Linked DNA regions of Gasterosteus aculeatus: region 2 is linked to region 1. Evidence: chromatin contacts called from public Hi-C data. All regions are on one chromosome and are shown on one strand. The core of a region is the stretch at or near the end of the contact, and the rest is flanking DNA. Distances in the headings are between cores, read along the strand shown.

Region 1 (5,581 bases), core at 1,923-4,422:
TACCAGCTCTGACTTGTGGATCCCAAGGAGTTCCCAGGTCAGTGCAGATATATAATCTCTATACCTAGTCCTGGGTCTTCCCAAGGGCCTCTTCCCAGCTGGCCGTGACTGGAACACCTCCCTAGGGAGGCGCCCAGGGGGCATCCTCACCAGATGCCCAAACCACCTCAACTGGCTCCTTTCGACGCAAAGGAGCAGCGGCTCTACTCCGAGCTCCTCACGAATGGCTGAGCTTCTCACCCTATCCCTAAGGGAGACGCCAGACACACTCCTGAGGAAACCCATTTCGGCCGCTTGTACCCGTGACCTAGTTCTTTTGGTCATGACCGATCCTTCATGACCATAGGTGAGGGTAGGAACGAAGATTGACCGGTAGATCGAGAGCTTTGCCTTCCGGCTCAGCACTCTTTTCGTCACAACGGTGCGGTAAAGCGAGTGCAATACCGCCCCCGCTGCTCCGATTCTCCGGCCAAACTCCATCTTCCCCTCACTCGTGAACAAGACCCCAAGGTACTTGAACTCCTTCACTTGGGGTAAGGACATCACTCTTTTGGCACTGTCCCAGACTTCCACGCAATGTTGAAGAGGCGTGTCATCCAGGGTTCCCGCCCCTTGATGCATCCCAGCCAAATAGAGCAATATCGGGTCCCAGATCCTGGTGGGCAACGTCGGCCTTTGTGGCACCGGGAGCGAATGATGCTGCACGGGGAAGTGGTTGGCAGAGGGAGGCATGCGGCCCAGCACAACGCGGCCCATTCGCTCACTCCCTCTGACTCGCTCCCTGCATGTTGGCCTGGAACTTTTACTGCTAGTTGGCGCAGCTTCCAGTTCAGTGTCCAATGCCAGATGTAGTCGGTGTCATGCTACTGCTATGCGGAGCCTCTGAGAATGAATTAGTATCCCATCACAAAAATATACAGGAGGGGACCAGCTCTTGGAACCTGAGCGCCCCCGGATCTTGTTATGCTGGAAGTAATCGACGAAGGGAAGAAGCTGAAGGAAAGCAGTGGAGGGGCTGCGTGTGTGTGTGTGTGTGTGTGTGTGTGTGTGCGTGTGCGTGCGTGCGTGCGTGCATGCGTGTACTGTAGGTGGGTGTATTTTTGTCGGGAGGTGTTGCTGCAGGAACATATGGTTTCACTGTATTCATTTTAGATTTAAGGAGTAAAAACTGAATTATTTTAATAAAATTAGCGGAATTACAGCCCAAATGATTTACTATTCGTAATAAAGAATGCATTTCTCTTTACCACAACAGGCAAACTCATTTATTTCTATATTTATGAATGTTGATGCTTATAGTTACAGAGTCTGCTTCAATGCCTATTCCTTTACAGTGGGTTGCAGTTTGTGGGAAACAATTATTGTCACATGATTGTAGAACATGATCCTGGTATTATAGGTCGTTCTGCATCAAATTCATTAGATTTCATATAGGCCGTTTGTGGTGAAACGTTGCTGTATTATCTGACTCCAATATCCTCTATCTGTCTGTCTGTCCTTGTGTGTGTATTTATTTGTCCTACCTTACTCTTAAAATTAGTTTTTCCCCCATCTAAAGGTGTTTTTCTTTTTGCCAATTAAAGTGGAAAAAGCCTTGTAATGTGTTTACGTGCCCAGGAATTAGCGTGGCTGCAGTTTGTTTGATTCCTTCTCTTTAAGGGAAGAGCCAATGTCTCATTAATGAATAGCCCTAATAGCTCAACGGTGCGGGACACAAACCAAACCAACCCTTTCCAATCAGACGGCTGAAATTCAATGAAGTCTCTGATACACTGTAAAATATTTCAGCGGTTGGAAACACCGATGACTATCATGCTTGGATGACCAGCACAGAGCCATGTACAGTTAGTGGAGAATTAATATAGTGCGTGTCTGTGTGTGTGTGTGTGTGTGGGGGGGGGGGGTCTGAGAGCCTGTTTGTGTGTTTGTCAAAGGTCAATATGTTTTTAGTATTGGCTCTATGGGAGTGCCTCAGAAACGTATCGTCCTGAGGCCACAGGCTATCTGCTCTTTATGAACCTCATGTGGCTCCCTTTATACAGCCCCAGTGACGTGATGGGGCCCCTTTTTAATCAACCTCTCCCGTTTAATCTGTGTGAAGACGTCGAAGGTAGAATTCAATAGATGCGCGTGGATGAGACAGCTTTTTGTCTCGCAGAGTATTGTTATATACGACTGCTTGAACAGATTTTTTAAAACATTCTCATGTTAATGTCATGTTGGTGGTGTTAAATTGAAACCGTATGCAACACACATGTTCCATATGTCTTCCAATCCTTTACATTAAAACACGTAGGCCAGTGAGGAAGGGCTGAAAGGATCTGATGAGCTGCGAGTAGCCTTTGCTCAGTGGTCAGGTAAGCAGTCCACCTATCCCTCTATAAACATGGAGGGACATCTACTGGCCTGTGTGGGCACTGCCTGCGCTCACTCCTCCCCTCCCATGGTCACAATGTCACTCAGCTGCGCACTCACTTACACGCCCACTCCTAGCCACCACTTGCTAGCTCAGGCGTACACCGTTGCCCGGAGGCCTTGGGCTCATGCTAGGCAAACATGACCCCGATCACATCCCATTACACACCGCTTGTGAGCGCTGCTTGTGGACATGTCCACAACAAAGATTCCAGTCTGGCTGTGATCGCTGTCACAACGGTCCTGTATGTCGTAATGCAGACATTTTGGCCAACCCACATCGCTCTCTGGGAATTTTTTCACTCCCCTCTTTCGGATTAATACTTCAAAGTCTCCATAAGCCGCTCCTTTTTGATCGCTTGATTAGTAATTGTGCCTTTATTTTGATTGCCTCGCTATTTGAACGTAGGCCTCGTCAGGCTGTGACGTGAAGCGAAAGAGCTTAACTTGTTGAACTGACACCTCAAAGGCTTCCATGGACGGGAAACAAAAAGAAGGAAAAAAGAGAAATCAGAGATAAAATCCAGCAGGGAGATTTTGGGGGGAGAAGGAAGGGAGATAAAAAATCCATAACATGGGATTGGGACAAAGTGAAAGATTTAATTAAAATATGTCATAATGTTCACCGCCTTAGCCTCTGGGATTCCTAAGGTGTGACCTCACGGACAATTATTGTTTTCTCACTGAGGATTTGAGGCCGCGAGGAACGGGATTACACATTCTTGCGTATTGACATCAGCTTCCTCTCTCTTCCGAAGTGCGTGGAAACCGGCATGATGGGACGCGTTCGGAGGGCGGTGCCTGTTGGCTCGGGGACCTGTGACACCCCCCCCCACAAAATAGCTTGCCGAAGTGAATGGGTTTCGCCACAGTGCCAACAGGGTGGTCCAGCCAAAGTTCTCTGTTGCTGACACAAGGACCGGCCGCTTGGCTTCCTCAACCCTTTTATTAAAGGCCATTGGCCTCTTTAGCCTCTTTGACAGTAGCCGATGCTCCAGTCGACCCCTGTGCTCCTTACTCTGAGGCGTCGACACACGTCAGTCAATCCTTCATAGGATTCTCCTGTACTCTGCAAGCCCAGAGTGTGCCGATGGCTCGTAGCTACTCTCCTTGCTCGTAGCCTCATTTCAGTCTGTCACCTGCTAAAAAAAACATGTGCGCCCCCCTCCCCAGCTCCTGCTGAATGCATTCTTGGTGGATGCAGCCTGTGCTGCTGGGTCCAGCTCAGCCCTGACCACAGTGATCCAGCGGGCCCTCTGTCAGGATGCTGGCTGACAGACGGCGCCCTCTGGCCTCCACTAGAAGGGGGCTTCCTCTCTGTCCTTCATGCGGCACACACCTGCACGCTGGAGCATTGGCACCACTACAGTGAAACCGCCTTGGTCTCTGCTGTTTTTGTGTGCTCAGTTGACAGCTGAAACATCTTGCTTGTATTAAACTACCCCGAGGGCATGGACAAATTAATTTAGCATGCTGCATTGGGCACAAACACTTCCATTATAAACAGCTTTCTCTCTGTTTGGCCAGTTTGTTTTCACAACCTGCCTCTTTTAATAGACTGAGGTATTGGATAACTATGGATTTATTATAAAGTCCACTTTGTTTGGACCAGCTCTTTGTATGTTTGAAAGTGACTGAATATTCACCTGAAGAATCAAAAGTAGACGTGCAGAAACTAACCCTGACGAACTTTAAAGTTTACATTTCAACTAATTATGCCTTCTTTCCCCATCAGGGATGGATGTGGATCTGGAGAACCAGGGTGCGAGTCAGTACTCCAGCCAAGACCTTTACATGCAGTCTGGGGGTCTTGAAGAGGGAGACCAGGGTTGGGTGTCCTGGGCTTGGTCCTTCATCCCAGCCATCGTAGGCGAAGAGGAGGGATATGAGGAAGGCCTGTATGAGCAGGGAGAGGCAGGAGGCATCCCAACCAACCCACAGCAACTCACACCCAGAGACCCCATTGTTTCTATTGGCTTCTACTGCACAAAAGCCTCTGTTACCTTCAAGGTAAATCGGCTTATGCATTCTCACTCACAATGGTTCCATTCCCAGGTCAAGTGTTACGATGCAGGCCTGTATGTTGTATTTGCCAAATTGCATCACATTTGATTTAGGGTCAAGAAATACTTTAACTAATTTTAGATGCACTGAAAAAATATGTTTTTAAATGTACAACAGCAAACGCAGAAGCAGTTTGTCTAGGGGGCCTTCGTCGCAAGTCAGAAAACTCTTTTGTAAATTCTGTATATACAGATATTTGATGTTGATGTCGAATTTCCTGGTTTAGGATATCGTTGTGTTAACAATTAAAGTTGTTTTTTTCCCTTGCCGCCATTACCCACTCCCTCTCCCCACCCCCTCACTGCGGCTTATATTCTGTGGTGATTTTCAGTAAGAGTCTCAAAGAAGGGCTTGATCTTCAGGAAGTCACAGTCCTCTTTGTCTGAGTGTGTGGTATAAGGGGCGGGTAGTGTAACCGCTAACCGACGTCTCGGATCACGTTAATGTTTTAGACATCATACGTGGTGTGATGAGTATTCAGAAATGGATCCCAAACTTTAATCCTGCCTGCTCATTCAGAATAGTTTGAATTCATCTGCGTTTCCCCTCAGGTTCAGGCACTTCGGATCACATTACTGTGTGTGTGTGTGTGTGTGTGTGTGTGTGTGTGTGTGTGTGTGTGTGTGTGTGTGTGTGTGTGTGTGTGTGTGTGTGTGTGTGTGTGTGTGTGTGTGTGTGTGTGTGTGTGTGTGTGTGTGTGTGTGTATGCGAGGCATGTCTCAGGCCAAACAGACCACGGTTCTTTACTAATAACGTTTAAATTGTTCCTGTATTGTTTGAGTTCTTTTAATCAATTAATTGCCTCTAGTCTGGAGTAATTGCAGACAGCTGAAACGTTCTCGTCTCTTTCCTACAAGGAAGTATTTAGTTGGAGGGAATTTCAGGTCTTTGAGCAGCCACGGCCTAAACCGGCATCTGACATTGACATGAAATCAGAGAGGTATTTTTAGATTGCTAACCCATTACTCCCAAAGATCTGTTTGATCAGAGAAACTGGCAGGATCATTGAATGGCTTTAACACAAAAAATGCATAGTTGAGTGCTTACTATTTATTCCGATCTTTCACGCTCTGCACACCTGCCAAACTCTCACAGCACGGCA
Region 2 (5,581 bases), core at 942-3,441, 39 kb before region 1:
ATTATTAGACAAAATAAAAGCACAAAAGACACCACAGTGAATGTACAAATGCATTAATACAAATAATACAATCAAATGTGTACGGAGAATAACAAAACAGTAAAGTAAATCTGAGTACCGTCTTGATTTATGCAACTTTAAACTTTAAACTAAATACAAAAAAACTCACTTTTACAGGAAGTCGGTATTTCATGGGGACATATTTGTAAGAAAATGCATTTCGACTCTCTATATTGTTGATAAATTTGAATTAATTGTAGTGCAGTATTGATTGTAGCATTTAAAGAGCAGTCTTAATTATACTTAAATGTGAATTAATGGCCTCTTTCCAAGGACAAAAACAAAATGAACATAATAAAACAACGTTATACATTTTTGTGAAAAGAATACGTTGGAAAATGTCCACGACTATCATGTAAAAGTGTGGGGTTAATGTTTCTTCTAATCCGTCGCAGTGTTTTGACAGTGAAGACGTGAGGCCCGCGTGATATGAAACCTAACGAAAAAACCACAAGCGTGTCGGCTGCTGAACATTCTGCAGCTCTTAAGAAAACGACAATCAGGCTGCACGAGCTCCTGAAACATGGATTATCCGAAGCCTCTATATTTGTTGTCTCTCATGTAACGAACGGAAATAATCATTATTAATGATAATGCTTTAAATACCCATATAAAGAGATCAGCAACTCCATTCATGCGTTGCTGTAATTAAATAATTGTATTGTTTTTCGACTGGTGGGGTGATTTATTTTTATCTTTAATATTGAATATTTCTAAGAGCACGAATGGCGAGGTGAGGTTTCATCAAAGCGTGTTTTAGCGATCTTGCCTGAAAACATGAAGATGTACTGACAGTCAGAGCTTCAGTGAAGCCGCAAACTGCGTAGAGTTTAGCGGTACTTCCAATAGGCGGCGCTGCAGACCAGGTCTGAGCAGTGGAGGCCAGCGCTGCAGCAACGGTCCTGCTGTGAACATGGCAAAACGACACATTACTTTTCAAACTGGACTTCTGCATATTACTTACGTCTTAATATTATTTTTAAAAATGATAGAGAGAAAGGTTTAAAAACAAGATTCAATTATTCAACATTGATTCTGCATTTTGACGTTTCACTAAATCTAGTACACTTTTCTATACTTGACTTAAACTCGTAAAAAGATTTATTTAAATTTTCGGTGAATTTTCTGGTGGTTTTCATAGAAAACAAAAAAACCTGTGTAGCGTGCTGGTGATGCATTTGCGTGTGTGTGTGTGTGTGTGTGTGTGTGTGTGTGTGTGTGTGTGTGTGTGTGTGTGTGTGTGTGTGTGGTGTGTGTGTTCGTGCGTGCGTGCGTGTGCATATGAGTGGATCCATGAGGGATCATCATTATTATTATCATTATTATTATTTTGCATATGGCCAGACCAAGGCCACCAACCATTTGATTAAATGGCAGCATGATTAACATGACATACTATCTTCAATATGTTGTTATTTAAATTATCGAAATATATGAAATATGAAAGAATGACAGAACTGTTATTACTGCGTTTGGACAAAGGAGAGTTGTGTTTCAGGCCAATCCTATATATAGTCCCGCAACATATTGCAGAATATTTCAATGCACACAATACATCAAATATTTAAAAAAAAAACGTTATGTAATTTTAATGGAGAACATAAATGAATAATTGTGTAGCAAGAATCCTTTTTAAATGAGTGCCGTTCACGTGACAAAATAAAGAATGTATAAAAGAAGAAAAAACACAAGTGACCATGACTGCTTCGCGCTGTTGCGGATCTTGGGGTCAATGTACAGTGTGATGAATATTTTAACCTCATCACAAAGAAATAAAACGACTTCATGTGGTGGCTCTTTGGTGGCACTGTATTCCCGCAAATTAAGTGTGTAGTTTTAATAAATGGAAAAACATTGTAAACGGCATCCAGACACATTTCAGAGTTAGAAGAGGGGGTGAAAGAGGGATGACCATCTCCAAAAGACGGTCTCAGCCTTGACTGAAAGGTCTGTGAGAGGTGTCAGAGGAGGCAGGTTGAACAAAACACACTTCTCTACAATGGTCTTCAGACATAGTTGCTATCCAAACACAAATAAACAGAGGAGGAACATCGGAGTTAATGATAGAGGGGGGTGGAGGCGTGTCGGAGGGCGGGCTAAACACACCAGAGCCCCGGAGCCCTGAAAAGTGCAGGACCGGTGCGCATTACACACACTTCCAGCCCCAGCTCCGGACAGAGACACCCGCGCTGCCGCTGCTGCTGCCGCCAGCAAACTCCTCCAAACTTCTTCGCCCCCTTTTTGTCCCACAACTTCTCCCGACTCATCAGATCTGCGCTAAGGTCCGAGACTTCCCGGCTGTCTGCATGGCTACGTGAAAGTTTCATGGACTTGGAACTTGGAAAACCTTTCGCGGCGTTCTATTGGAGCTCTCCGCCACTATAGTTACTGTGGATTACTGACATAACGTGAGGACCTTTGGCAGAGTTTTGTTGGGGTAAGATTCCGTCTGTCCGGGTATTTTGTCAGCCCGATGTAGGGAACCGACACCACTCTGCTCAACTCAGCTCACTTGTTAGAAACTTTTCATCCAAAGGAAACTTACTGTTGCATGAACCAAATAGATCCGACAGTCGGTAAAATGTCCAAGACTGACTGATACTCAGTTATTAGAGACGATTGTTGGTTTGCGATGATCAACACCTTGGGGTGACAGCTCTCTATCCCAATGGGCCAAACATTGCCGAAACAAGTCTCTAGACTTTGGTTATGTTTACTTTGATGAAAGCAAAAAAAAAACTTGACAAGCACTCCGATAACACGACATGGCATTTATGCTGCTGTCAGAGTATAACATTAAGTCCAAAGGTTATTGAGAGGAAGAACAGGTCGGATAAAGTTACACACGTGGGCAAAGAACAACAAGTGGCTGCGCGGTGACTGGTGTTGCACCTGTGCAAACTTCAATTAAAACTGCCCCGTCTTTGAAAAGAGGAAAGCGAGGTGGAAAGAACTTCATAAGATGTGTGTAACAACTCTAAGCGACCTGACCCGAGCATGCGATCAGCCCTCCGGCTGCCGTGTCCCGCAGGACTCTCCCATCTGCAAGACAATCATGTCCAAACTCCCGCAGGTTTCAGACTCGGGAACGTGACGATTAGATTCGGGTGGAAAACATGTAGAACAAATGATCCAAACAGAATACGCAGGGTTTTATTTAATTTCGACCAAATCTAAAGGTCAGCGTGGGGCCTCGACTTACACGGTTTTCCTTTTCCCCTGTGTTGGAAAAGACAACTTGTCACCGCCGCATACATGGAACCGGGCCACCGTGGCTGTTGTTCTTTCGTAATGCACACTTCACCTTATTTGTCCGACATGTGGAGGAGACGCTTAGCTCCGCCGCCACAGGTCCACCATGAGCAGAAACACCTTAATTCAAAAACATGCCGTATGAAATCAAATAGTCCTAAAACGAGCTACATATCAGGCCTGCCAGATGAACTGGCTGCAGTCCCGCGAGCACGCAAATAAAAAGCACATGCACACAAAGTCACAATTAAAGTAGCATTCTTGTGGGTAATATTAGGCAGGATTTGTTTCGCGTTTCGCTCTAACCTGAGCGCGCATTTGACATACTCTTGGAACATTTAAAAATTCCTACAAATCCAGAGGTCACTTGTATTTCAGCGGTGTGAAACAACAGCTACAACCGTCAAAAACAACAACTTGTCTTCTCTAATTGCTTCGCCCGAACTTCATTCGGAGCGATCGGTGCCGAATCAAACATTCGCACCCACCCTTTTGAATTACAATTTTGATAGATTTTGTTTTTAAAAAGATGTAGCCTATAAATATAATATTGCTCATCTCTGCTTTTAAGCGTTTCTATTTACGCTCATGCGTTAGATACGTGTTTATATTCTCGCTGTGGTTCTACTTGTGTCGAACACGAAAAAAAAGTTGTTATGAAATTTAAATAATTGGAGGTCGTGAAATAAATATTAGAAATAAATTTGATCATGTATGTTAAGAAGAAAAATGGGTAAGAATAATGCATTTTTGTATTTAGTCTACCGTTTGTTTTATAGTAATATCATTGTAACGGGACATTAACGCTCAACACATTTTTCTCCCCCAGGGCTATCACCGTGTCTTCTGCAGAGGTCTGAGCCGAGATGGGGAGCAAAGCCCTGCACGCTCCGATCCCCCTGCACCCGGCCCTGCAGCTCACAAACTACTCTTTCCTGCAGGCCGTCAACACTTTCCCCGCTGACCAGCTGCAGGGCCTTTACGGCCTCAGTGCCGTGCAGACCATGCACATGAACCACTGGACTCTTGGTTACCCGCACATCCAAGGACTGAGGTCTACGATCACGGAGATGGCAGCCGCCCAGGGTCTGGTGGACCCAAGGATTCCCTTCCCGGCGTTGCCGTTCACGGCCGCAGCGCAGCTCTTCCATCCAAAGCAAGCCGGCGTAGCGCACGGCATCCCCTCGCTGCACAAGAACAGGCCGAGGTTTGACTTCGCCAACCTGGCCCTCGCTGCCACTCAGGAGGACCCTCCGAAAGCTTCAGATCTGGTGAAGTTGGCGTCGGGGCTAGGGGGGACCCTCTCCGAGCTGAGCAAGCTGTCCCCGGATAGAAAGCCCACCCGGGGCAGGCTCCCTTCCAAGACTAAAAAGGAATTTATTTGCAAGTTCTGCGGGAGGCATTTCACCAAGTCCTACAACCTCCTCATCCACGAGAGGACCCACACGGACGAGCGGCCTTATACCTGTGATATCTGCCACAAGGCCTTTAGAAGGCAAGACCATCTCAGAGACCACAGGTAGGACTGAAAAAGAGCTAAATCCCCAGCAGCAGCTAATTCCTGACGATGCACGTGATTCAAACCACACGTCTAAATAACACTTTGATTACTTGCAATTAAAAACGTTGGTGTATATATACATTTATAAAACATGTGGGCTATTCCCGAAGTGTTATCCACGAGGGCGCTAAAGTCCTTTTACCAATACAGTTTGCGCAGCAAAGCACTATATTACGGTGGGGTTTGTTGTGAGTCCACGCAAGAGCTGTTTTTTGATGAAGCGACATTTTTGTTTTGCAGATACATCCACTCCAAGGAAAAGCCATTCAAATGTCAAGAATGTGGGAAGGGATTCTGTCAGTCTCGAACTCTAGCCGTCCATAAAACCTTACACATGCAGGTAAGCTGGCCATATTAACAAGTCATCCTTAATTATGTGATGTGCTCGTCATTCACCCGTAATGCTCTGTCTTGTCTGCTGCATGAATGGGATGCTGACAGTCTCGCACAACAATTGTGTTTGGCCAAATCCAAATTAAAATGCAAGACACAATTAATGTGATGATTTGAGTTACAACTGACGCAATTTATAGTGGATTTATTGAGATGAATGAAAGCTACAATTTCTAGACGTTCTATCCAATTAAAGGGAATAATCCTTTGCTTGCTTTAAATCTAAACAGGAGTCCCCCCACAAATGCCCCACATGCGGAAGAACCTTTAATCAAAGAAGTAACCTGAAAACTCACCTTCTCACCCATACAGACA

The links. A called contact is a pair of places that touch in the nucleus more often than the background predicts.
Region 2: a contact with region 1 is called in a Hi-C map of skeletal muscle, with 7 times the contacts expected there. The contact joins the promoter of osr2 here to the enhancer-like site in region 1. A contact is called at or near these places in 3 of 6 Hi-C or Micro-C datasets (liver, skeletal muscle and whole body).

What each region holds. Positions count from the first base shown.
Region 1 is chr20:19,226,807-19,232,387 of fGasAcu3.hap1.1, reverse strand. vps13b (vacuolar protein sorting 13 homolog B) reads left to right here. Exons shown (of 68, transcript XM_078095600.1): 8 at 4,151-4,425. Among protein-coding and RNA genes, the nearest start is that of vps13b, 31 kb to the left of the region's middle. Within about 2 kb of position 3,172, at least 3 of the 9 cell types and tissues checked have open chromatin away from gene starts, as enhancers often do.
Region 2 is chr20:19,264,747-19,270,327 of fGasAcu3.hap1.1, reverse strand. osr2 (odd-skipped related transciption factor 2) reads left to right here and starts at 2,191. Exons shown (of 4, transcript XM_040166382.2): 1 at 2,191-2,497; 2 at 4,142-4,831; 3 at 5,114-5,213; 4 at 5,579-5,581. The coding sequence starts at 4,179.